Linked DNA regions of Zea mays: region 1 is linked to region 2. A link is a contact called in public Hi-C data. All regions are on one chromosome and are shown on one strand. Each heading gives the region's core, a stretch centred on a gene start, on an enhancer-like site or on the middle of the called end of the contact. The rest is flanking DNA. Distances are from core to core; before and after follow the strand shown. Region 1 holds the start of LOC100216662. Region 2 holds the start of LOC100274268 (DUF1336 domain containing protein expressed).

Region 1 (4,898 bases), core at 986-3,485, 210 kb before region 2:
GCGGATGTGATTCGTTGCCCCTTTTTCAGCCCTTTCAAAGCTACTACTCAACCGTTTAAAGTGACGATCATCGGGAACAAAGGAAAGCCAAAATTAAACTGCTAAACAAAATCAAAACCTGTGCCAAATTAAATTCATACTACACTATACTTCGTTTCATCATCAATCAATGTTCGAGCTAGCTAGCATCGTGTGAGCTTTCCTCCGTACTCTCTCTATTCGAGTGCTCCTTTTAACACCGTCAACACTCCCAAAGAATAAAAAAAAAAGGAAAAAGAGAAAGAGAAGAACATCAAAGACCTCGCTCGTCGTAGAGATCGATATCGGAAGATCCAGACCGACCGCTTTGGCCGCCAAAGTGAAGGCCACCGTACCGTGCATGCATCCTGCTGCTTTCTCTCACCCCTCTCTAATACATGCGTACATGTATATAACTATATAAGTGTCTTCACTCAAACGTCGTCGTCGTCGAGACGTCATCGACCATCGTCGTCGTCATGAGCAGCAGCACCACCCACCACCATGCATGCATGGTTGTCCATGGCTATAGCAGCTCATCAGCGCATGCATCAGCTAGCAAAAGAGCGGGACGGGACCTATATGGAAACGGAACTTCCGTTCCATTATTCCACGCCACGCATCAACGTGGTCGCTCTCGCTCGCTCGCTCTTTAGCCTTCTGTATAGGAAGGAGTACACTGCTGCGTCGGCGTCGTCGCCACCCTGCTACACTCTCTTGGACGGTGCTTCCCCCCATCTGGCTCTCCTGAAAACAACGACGCAAAAGTGAATGATGGGTTAGCAATGCAAGGGCGCACACCGGCGGTGAACCGAACGGAGCTAGCGAGGTCAGTGTTCGATGATGGGACCCATATATGCATGCATGCATGCATGCGATTGCCAAGTAGGAGTACGTACTAGCTAGATATACACACTGCATGGTCGATCTGTACTCGTTGTGCAATCATTTGTTGTTTCTTTCATGCATGCCGTATCTATCACTTGCCTCTGTTTCTGTCAGTTGCATATATTTTGCCTGTTCTCAGCGAGCGCAAACATCGAGGCGTATCTCTCTATTTCTCTCTCTCTATTTTTTATTAGAAAGAGAGAGAGAGAGAGAGGCTATAAGCTCTTCTTTTCAGAAGAGCTGCTACTCCTACTACGTTTTGTCACGCCATTTCTATGGTCCCCGCATACACTAGCCAAACGTCGTCGTTTTCTGATGACAAACTAGCCCGCCAGAGGAGGTTCATCTTGCAATTTGCAAACACAAACCTTTGGAATGTTTTTGCAAGATGAAGCTATAGCTGGTGAAAGGGAATAATGGGATGCAATACATGGCTGCCATGACTTCATTTTGCTAGCTGCGATATAAGACGCTATATATATGCAGCGGCATGGCTATATGACACATGCATATTCTTTAAGTGCAAGCTCAGTTCAGAGGTTTAATTTAATTCAATCTGCAGTGCCAAATGTAACTAGAAGCATATATAGGTGCATGCAACAATGTGCCGTAGTTACACTATACAAGTCAGGAACTAGCTCTAGCTAGCTATTTATATAGTATATCAAACGAGATCTGTCGCGGTACCTGTTATGAATAGGATCGGGTCCGTTGGGCACCTTCCGCTTGCTGTCTAGGGGGGACTGCTGCTGCTGCACCGCCGGAGGCGCCTTATTAGTTCCAGCGGTCGTAGCAAGCGTCGCCGGCGGCGGCGGGGCCGGCGGCCTAACTCCACTGCCAGCGGACGACGTAGCCGGCGTTGTTGCGGCAACAGGAGCAGCGCCGCCAACAGTCCCTGCTGCAGGCCTGGTACAGCTCGCCATTATGGCCGCTGACGAGAGCACCGTGCAGATGAGCAAGCAGGCATGCAGCCTGCCGGCCATTGGTGCTCTGCTGCTTCTGTCTTCTGTTCAGGTGGTGGGTCACTGATCAGTGATCGCACACTACCTTCTAGTATAAGCTAATTAGCTCGCTCGTCCCTTCTGTTGCTGCCAGCTGAATAGCTGATGCTATCTCTCCGTAGCGCTAGCGCCGGTGTGGAAGGGATCGGAGACGCATGCAAAGGCGCTGTTCGACGCAGGGAGAATATGCGAATTAAAAGGGATATGGTTCTCGAGAGGAACGAACTGAGGAAGCGAGCGAGTGAGTGACTGACTGACTAACTGACAGGTAGTAGTGCGCGCGCTGAAGGAAGTGTGTGTGTGTGTGTGTCAGTGTGTGTGATCCTCGCTACCTGCAAGCAAGACTACTGCAACCAACTCCCTCACGATGTTTATATATATATGTGTACATCCTGTGCTAGCTTTGGAGTTCGATCCAATGATGATGCCGACTGATGATGCTATGCGGTGGACGCAGATGTGCGGCGAGGGGCACACGTTGCTGTCGCGTAGAGCGGCTTTATTTTATTTTGGAGAGCTTCTCGCCGCTTTGTTGGTTCGCTCAAAAAAGAAGTACAGTACAGATCAGGAGCACCACCAGGTCTAGTCGTGATCGTCGGCTAGCGTTCAGCTAGCAGCCCATGGAAGTATGGAACGAGTGACGACACCCGATCAAGACAGGGAAGCTCCAAAGGAGCAGTACTGCGGCTGCAATGCGTTTGCCAGGGAATAGTAGTGTAGCAGCTGTTGTATTCATTCGTATGGATCCATCTTGTCTGCGGCAGCCAGCAGCAGGGGGTTCATCTACGCTGCCTGCAGATGCCTGAGAGCAAAGCAAACTGATTAGCATGCAGGGTTTGCAGCTTGCAGGCGGCATGCATGATGGCATCGGCATCGGCATCAATGATTTCGCTGCATATGACGCCGCTTCTGCTGGCGCCAACGACGATCGAGGTAGGCTGATAAGCGAGAAAAGCAACAGTCGTAGCTAGACTAGATAGAAACAGTCGGCGGTGACAAGACAGACCAACACAACACCGTTCGTCTCTCGCGCCTGCCAGTGATCGCAATTGGACGGGTGCGTGACCCCAATTAATTACTTCTCACCTAGGAAACAACAACATTTAGTGTTTTTTTAGCTAGTATATTCATTCAAGAGAACATCTGGTTGATTTGGCTCTTGTCTGTTAAAAACATCTCATTTAGTCGGGCTTCCACAAGCGGCGGCCGGCGGCGTTGTGGATTCGCTGGCCTTCTTTTCCTTTTCGCGCGCCCTTAGGGAGGGGAAGAATGGGATATCCTTGTTAATGGCCTGGCCCCGGATGCCGGAATCGAGAGAGAGAGAGAGAGACACCATGGACAAAGCTGGGTGGATTCGTCGTCCCCGGCTCCTGGGCCTGCATGCAGTGCCCTCCTCCGTTCCGGAACCCGAACCGGACGACGGCGATCGGTCGCTATCTGACCCTGCTGCTGCAGCTCTGCTCTGCTCTGCTCGCCACCGAGAGCTGAGACTCCAGTCCAGTCCAAGACCGAGACCAACCCGTAAATAAACACTCTCGGAAACCACCAGGTATGCGTTCTCAGGGACGCGTCGCTATCCCCTGGCTGAGAGCCTGGATAGATGGATCATGGATGTCGAGGACTGAGGAGTAAGGAGGGAGGGGCAGTAGCTAGGCAGAGGCGGACAGGAATTGATCGACCGCCAGCGCCAGGCCAGCCGACGCGCTGGCTGGTTTGGCCTTGGGCCCTTGGCCTTTTCTTTTCCCGGCTTTTGAGATGGCCAGCGTATCCCGCTGCCGCATGCAGCAGGGACATGACGACGATGGGGGAATGTTTGTTTGGGGCGGCCGGCCACCGGATCGATCGATCCATCTTTTGACCGCCCGGTCCCGCGCCCTCCGACTATAGATGGCCAAACGGGCCGGCACGGCCCGATCCGGCACGGCCCGACGGCGGCACGGCCCGCCAGGCCCGGCTAGCAAACCGTGCCGTGCCCAGATGGGCCGGCGTGCTGTTGCCGCGGCCCAGGCACGGCCCGTGAGTCTGTTAGTCGTGCCGGGCCGGCCCGGTGGCACTATGGTCCATCTGAGTATATTGTAGAATTTAGCAAAAAATATGTAGTAATGGGGGCTCGAACTCACAACCTGGTGCACAAGAGGCTTAAACACATTCATCTAACCAGTGCAACTGTAGTTTTATTGTGTTATATGTTGAATTCTTATACTTAATATATGTAAACTATTATTTTTAAAATAAAAAATGTAACCATGTCGTGCCCGTGCCAGCACTACGGGTCGAGATAGTGGCCCAGGCACGGCACTATAGCCGTGCCGTGCCAGGCACTGGCACTATACTAACCGGACCGGGTCGTGCCTGGACCGTGCTTTTTCGTGCCGTGCCTGGGCCGGCCCATCGTGTTAGTGCCAAATGGCCATCTATACCTCCGACCCTTGGACCGTGGAGACTGGAGAGCTTTGCGTACGTTGCCAAGGGCCAAGGCCAGGCCACCAATGGCCAACGGCCGATCCACTAACAACCAACGGTGTGATGCCGTGCTGCAATGAGTGGAGCCACGCGAGCGCTGGCGGGCGGCGGCTGCGGCCTGCATGCTTGCGGTGCGGACTTGGACAATGGACAGGCCGTCCGGCCGGTGTCGATCGAGAGCTCGATCACGGCGTACGTACGCGCCGGGGAGGTACGCTCTCGGAGCTCTGGTATAAGCAAGCACCGCTAGCCAAAAGAAGTGACTTCCATGCAAAGGACATCAGTAGGGGGTAACTTTATTAGAACCAGTTATATGACTCAAACGCCAATATATCAGTCGCGCCATCATAGAGAGCATTAGTAGATACTCCTGAGTCCTGATCACTTTTTTTCTGGAGGCGGTTGGTGTTTCTAGTGTCTCTAAAAATACCCTCTAATTCTAAAAGATTTAGATATATCTTAAGTTCTGAAATTCTAAAACTTTTTTTTAACATGTGACCTTAGATACAGAAATAACACAACTAAAAC
Region 2 (4,519 bases), core at 1,761-4,260:
TGGCTTTGCTTTGAGCCATACGTTCATTTCTCACAGGCTCTCATTGTGTCTGTTTGTTTCCATCGCCACACAGCCGCCGCCCCCGATGGAGCTCCCTGCGCCGAAGATCGCTCTCTCGCCCAACGGCCCCGCCAACGTCTCCACACCGGAGGTCGCCGGACCCCCTCGTTTGAACACCGGTGGTCGTGGCCGGAGCTCCCAAGTCCACCAGACATCGTCGCGTGATGGAGCTTCCCGTTAACAGGGTGAGCTATCCAAAAATGTAAGATCGCTAACCCTATTCTCATCAATTTTAGTTGAACTAGTAACTGTAACCCTTAACTCACTGTCGGTTTTGGTTTATTTTAATCCGGTTGTTAGGAACTTGTACACAGTAGACATTACAGTTGAAGGTTTCTTATCAATTGACTCAGATGGTAAGAAAAAGTACACAAAAGGTTTTAATAGGAATTGGATCATAGATAGCAAGAGTATCACGATGGATTTCCTGGTTGCAACCTTAAGGTCTGAGATAAGTTGGGGCAGAGGTCAAAAGATTGTTTTCTGGGTTTATGACAAGAGGTCTGGTGAGGATGTTCAACTAGATTCAGAATCTCAGATTATTGATGTCATTGAAATGTACAAACCAGAGAAACGATTTATGCTTCTTGCTTTTGTGTTTTGAGATGGAGAAATGCACAATTATGCATGTTGTTCCACCAGATACTGATAATGTGCCTCCATGGATACTTACTGCTGAAGAAGTCCATCTTGCACCTTCATGCCCACTTATTGGCTATTGCTGAAGAAGGTCATCCGTCATTTGTATCTAAAGAAGTAGATTGTGAACAACCTACTGATGTAGAGGCAGATGGAGATGAGTCTAATCTTCCTGACGTGTTCGACAATGTTGAGGAGTATGTTGGTGTCAATGATGAGTACTTGTATGGTGTTATCCTCAAGCCTAGTATTGAACCTACTGAGCCGAATGAGCCTACTGAGTCTACTGTAAATGAAACAACCTCACATGTTGATAATGAAACAACACCAGCTGCTACTGGAGGACCTATTCCAGAGGCAGAGTTGAATGATGCTGACCCTGAAGCTGTAGTTGTGCTTCATAACCCTCTTAAACCAGACATTAGGCAGGGTGCATTGTTCCCTGACATTGTTACTTTTAGAAAAGCTATTAGGCACTTCGCTATTACAAATGGTTTTGAATTTGCTGGTCTTAAGACAGATAAGACAAGGTTTATAGCCCATTGCGGATTGCGCTGCTGAAGGCTGCCCATGGCGTATACATGCTTCTAGGTTGCAAGATGATAGCATGGTGTATTTCAAGTCTAGGATGAAGTTTAATGGCAAGGTTACAAGTCTAAATAGTTCGATAGCATGTATCAAAACCAGAAAATTTGTAATGGCACACATCTAATTAACCCTTCGTTTTAGTACGATTTTAAGGCATCTCCCTCTCCCATTCATTTGTGATATGTTTCTGCAAACCGCCAATGAGTACAACTATGGAATCTTCACTTTCCATTTCCAGATGAAAGTCTTATCAATACAGTGCTGCTAAATGAAAGATGATTGGTATGACTGGTGAACCATGCAGGCAGAGAAGAAATTGTCACTACCAGAAAGCATCGGTTCTCTGTGCCACCTTTTGCCTCTATGGACACAATAGTCCTAGGAGTATGTCATAAAAGAGAACAAGCAAGTTGCAGGCACAGTTTTAACTCATCAAACACAGAATTATGGAAAAGTATACATATCAGGGAAAATTTGCACAAACTTCAGTTCAGCTTTTGAGAAGGGTGTCTTATCTCTTAGCAACTCTTAACCAAATGACTTAAGAAATGCTTACGTAGTGTGGAAGATGGATGAGCTTCCCCTGACTTCTTCTTGAAGGAAAGCTTCAAAGAAGGCATCCTCATTGAATGAGTAGGGCTCGAGGAAAGAGTTCTCTTCTTCTCGCTTACCCCAACAGCAGAGGCAATGCAGGGTAGACAATTATTTGGCAGAAGCCCGCAAACTTCCAGTATCCTCTCTCCACCGTGAGTGTTGTCCGCACCAGAAAAACTCACCGCATCCTCGTTGCTCATGGACGACCTCACACCATTCTCCAAGCTCCCCTTTGACAGTTCGCTGGACTTTGGCTTTTTATGTTGCTGCTCGCCTGATTGCGCAGCTCCATTGAAGCTCCCACCGTTGCCATCTCTCATGCTCAATGCAGCTTCGTTCTCGAAGCCATTCAATGAAAAAGAATCTGAACGATCACGGAGAAGCACATCCAGTTAAATAGAAAGGCATGTCAAAATAGGGACGAAAAATCAGCAGGTTCAACTAATCATTGAAATTATGCTGTGCTGGGGACCTAGCTACATGGCTGCTACGACATCACTCTTACCATCTTGCACGCTGTGGAAATCGTCTTCGGCATCCGACTCGCTCATCGCCAAGGAATCGTACCAAGCCTCCTCAATGTTCCCGGACACTGCAGCACGAGATACCCCCGAAATCACGTCAGGTCATATTGGAGTATCGAGTACGAATTGACGCAACGAACTGCGACGCGTACTGCCCCAGACACTACCACAACCCCACTCTACAGAATAGGGTCGCAAAGCCTCCGGAGCTACGAATTAAAAAAGATGAGCAGCTATTGCTGGACGCACACGATCCCCAGATGCAGTAATTTAATTTAACCCCGAAGTCTGAGGAGCGCGCAATCACGCGCCCATGGTCCCTCGGACCCGGAGATCAGAATCCAGACCCCCGAAACAAGCAGCGTGCAGAAGGTGCACGGTCACGGGGGAAAGAGGAGAAAGCAGCCTGTCCGTTCACCCACCGACCCACCTTGGAACGCGGGGTTGCTGTACGTCCGGTGATCGGCCGCGGCGGCGGACGTCGAACCGGGCACCTCGGCCTCCTGGATGGTCTCCATCGACGCGGCGCGCGATGGCGCCGTCCTCCGCCCCTTCCCGACACGGCGGCTGCGCCTCCGCCGCGCCCCACCCCCGCCGCCCGAGCGGCCGCTGGCGTCGCCGGACCGCGGCGTGTGGGGCTTGCCCACGCACGCGCTGGGCCGCGACACGCACGCCCCCATCCTCCCGCCACCACCTCGCCAGGGCGACGCGACGCGAGATCGGCGCCCCGGGGTGGGGGGCGGCGGTGGCACTGTGGCAGTGCGAGGCGGCGTCTCACGCACGCGGGTGCGGGGCGGGGAGGCGATTGCGTGGGAGGATTTCCAAGAAGGACGAGCCGCCCGGCGCAACGCGAACTTTGTGCTGAGCTTCCCACACGAGTGGGGAGGAGGGAACGCGGCGGTGGGGCTGCGGCCTGCGCGGGGGTAGGCGTCGTCGCCACACGCATGGACGCGGTCCTTGGTAGGCGACTGATCGTTTCATTCGTGGTAGGGAAGGCGATGGGTACCCGAAACCCGAATACGCGATCGGTTTTATCCGATATGAAGACGAGTATGGGATGATTTCTCTATCCGTGGGTATGTTCATCGGTAAAAACCTCTACCCGTTGGGTAGATGGGTATGGATACGTGTCGGCGTTTCGAGACCGGGGGTCCCTCAGGCCGACGAGTGAGTGCCGCGTGCCCAGCCCAGATGGGTCGAGCGCGTGGGCGAGCATAAAGGGGGGAGAGGAGCGAGGCGGCCGGAGTCCGGCGTGAGAGTGGTGGGAATCCCGCGGCCTTCGTGTTCGTCCCGCGTCCAGGTCGGGTGCGCTTGCAGTAGAGGGTTACAAGCGTCCACGCGGGTGAGGGAAGCGAGCGGCCCCAAGGGAGCGCCTGTCTCGTCCTCGTCCTCGCGCGGCCAACCTTCTCTAAGAGGGCCCTGGTCCTTCCTTTTATAGGCGTAAGGAGAGGATCCAGGTGTACAATGAGGGTGTAGCGTGGTGCTACGTGTCTAGTGGGGGAGAGCTGACGCCCTAAGTACATGCCAATGTGGCAGCCGGAGAGATCTTGGCACCCTGTTGGTGTGATGTCGTGGCCGTCGGAGGAGCGACGGTGCTTGGCGGAGGGACAGCTGTTGGAGCGATCGAGTCCTTGCTGACGTCCGCCTGCTTCCGTAAGAGAGCTGGGAGCCGCCGTCGTCACAGAGCGTGCGGGGGCGCCATCATTGCCTATCTGGCGGAGCTAGCCAGATGGGACACCGGTCTTGTTCCCTACGGGCCGAGGCGGCTCGGGGTAGGGTGATGATGGTGCTTCCTGTTGACGTGGCTGGCCTGCGCCCTAGGTTGGGCGACGTGGAGGCTCCTCCGAAGCCGAGGTCGAGTCTGTCTTCCGTGGCCGAGGCCGAGCCCCTGGGTCGGGCGAGGCGGAGGTCGTTCGGCGGAGGCCAGGGCGGAGTCTGAGCCCTGGGGTCGGGCGAAGCGGAGTTCGTCGTCTTCTGGGGCCGAGCCCGAGTCCGAGCCCTGGGCCGGGCGGAGCGGAGTTCGCCGTCTTCCGGGACTTAGCCCGAGTCCGAGCCCTGGGTCGGGCGGAGCGGAGTTCGCCGTCTTCTGGGGCCGAGCCCGAGTCCGAGCCCTG

The links. Hi-C and Micro-C count contacts between places; a contact is called where the count stands out from the background.
Region 1: a Hi-C map of ear shows a contact between it and region 2, with 2.2 times the contacts expected there. The contact joins the promoter of LOC100216662 here to the promoter of LOC100274268 in region 2. A contact is called at or near these places in 2 of 25 Hi-C or Micro-C datasets (ear and tassel).

The regions. Positions count from the first base shown.
Region 1 is chr5:13,674,607-13,679,504 of Zm-B73-REFERENCE-NAM-5.0, reverse strand. It overlaps LOC100216662, which reads right to left and starts at 2,235. Exons shown (of 2, transcript NM_001143073.1): 1 at 1,594-2,235; 2 at 96-765. The coding sequence starts at 1,889. The coding sequence ends at 726.
Region 2 is chr5:13,463,667-13,468,185 of Zm-B73-REFERENCE-NAM-5.0, reverse strand. It overlaps LOC100274268 (DUF1336 domain containing protein expressed), which reads right to left and starts at 3,010. Exons shown (of 9, transcript NM_001365844.1): 1 at 2,836-3,010; 2 at 2,387-2,473; 3 at 1,844-2,245. The coding sequence starts at 2,923.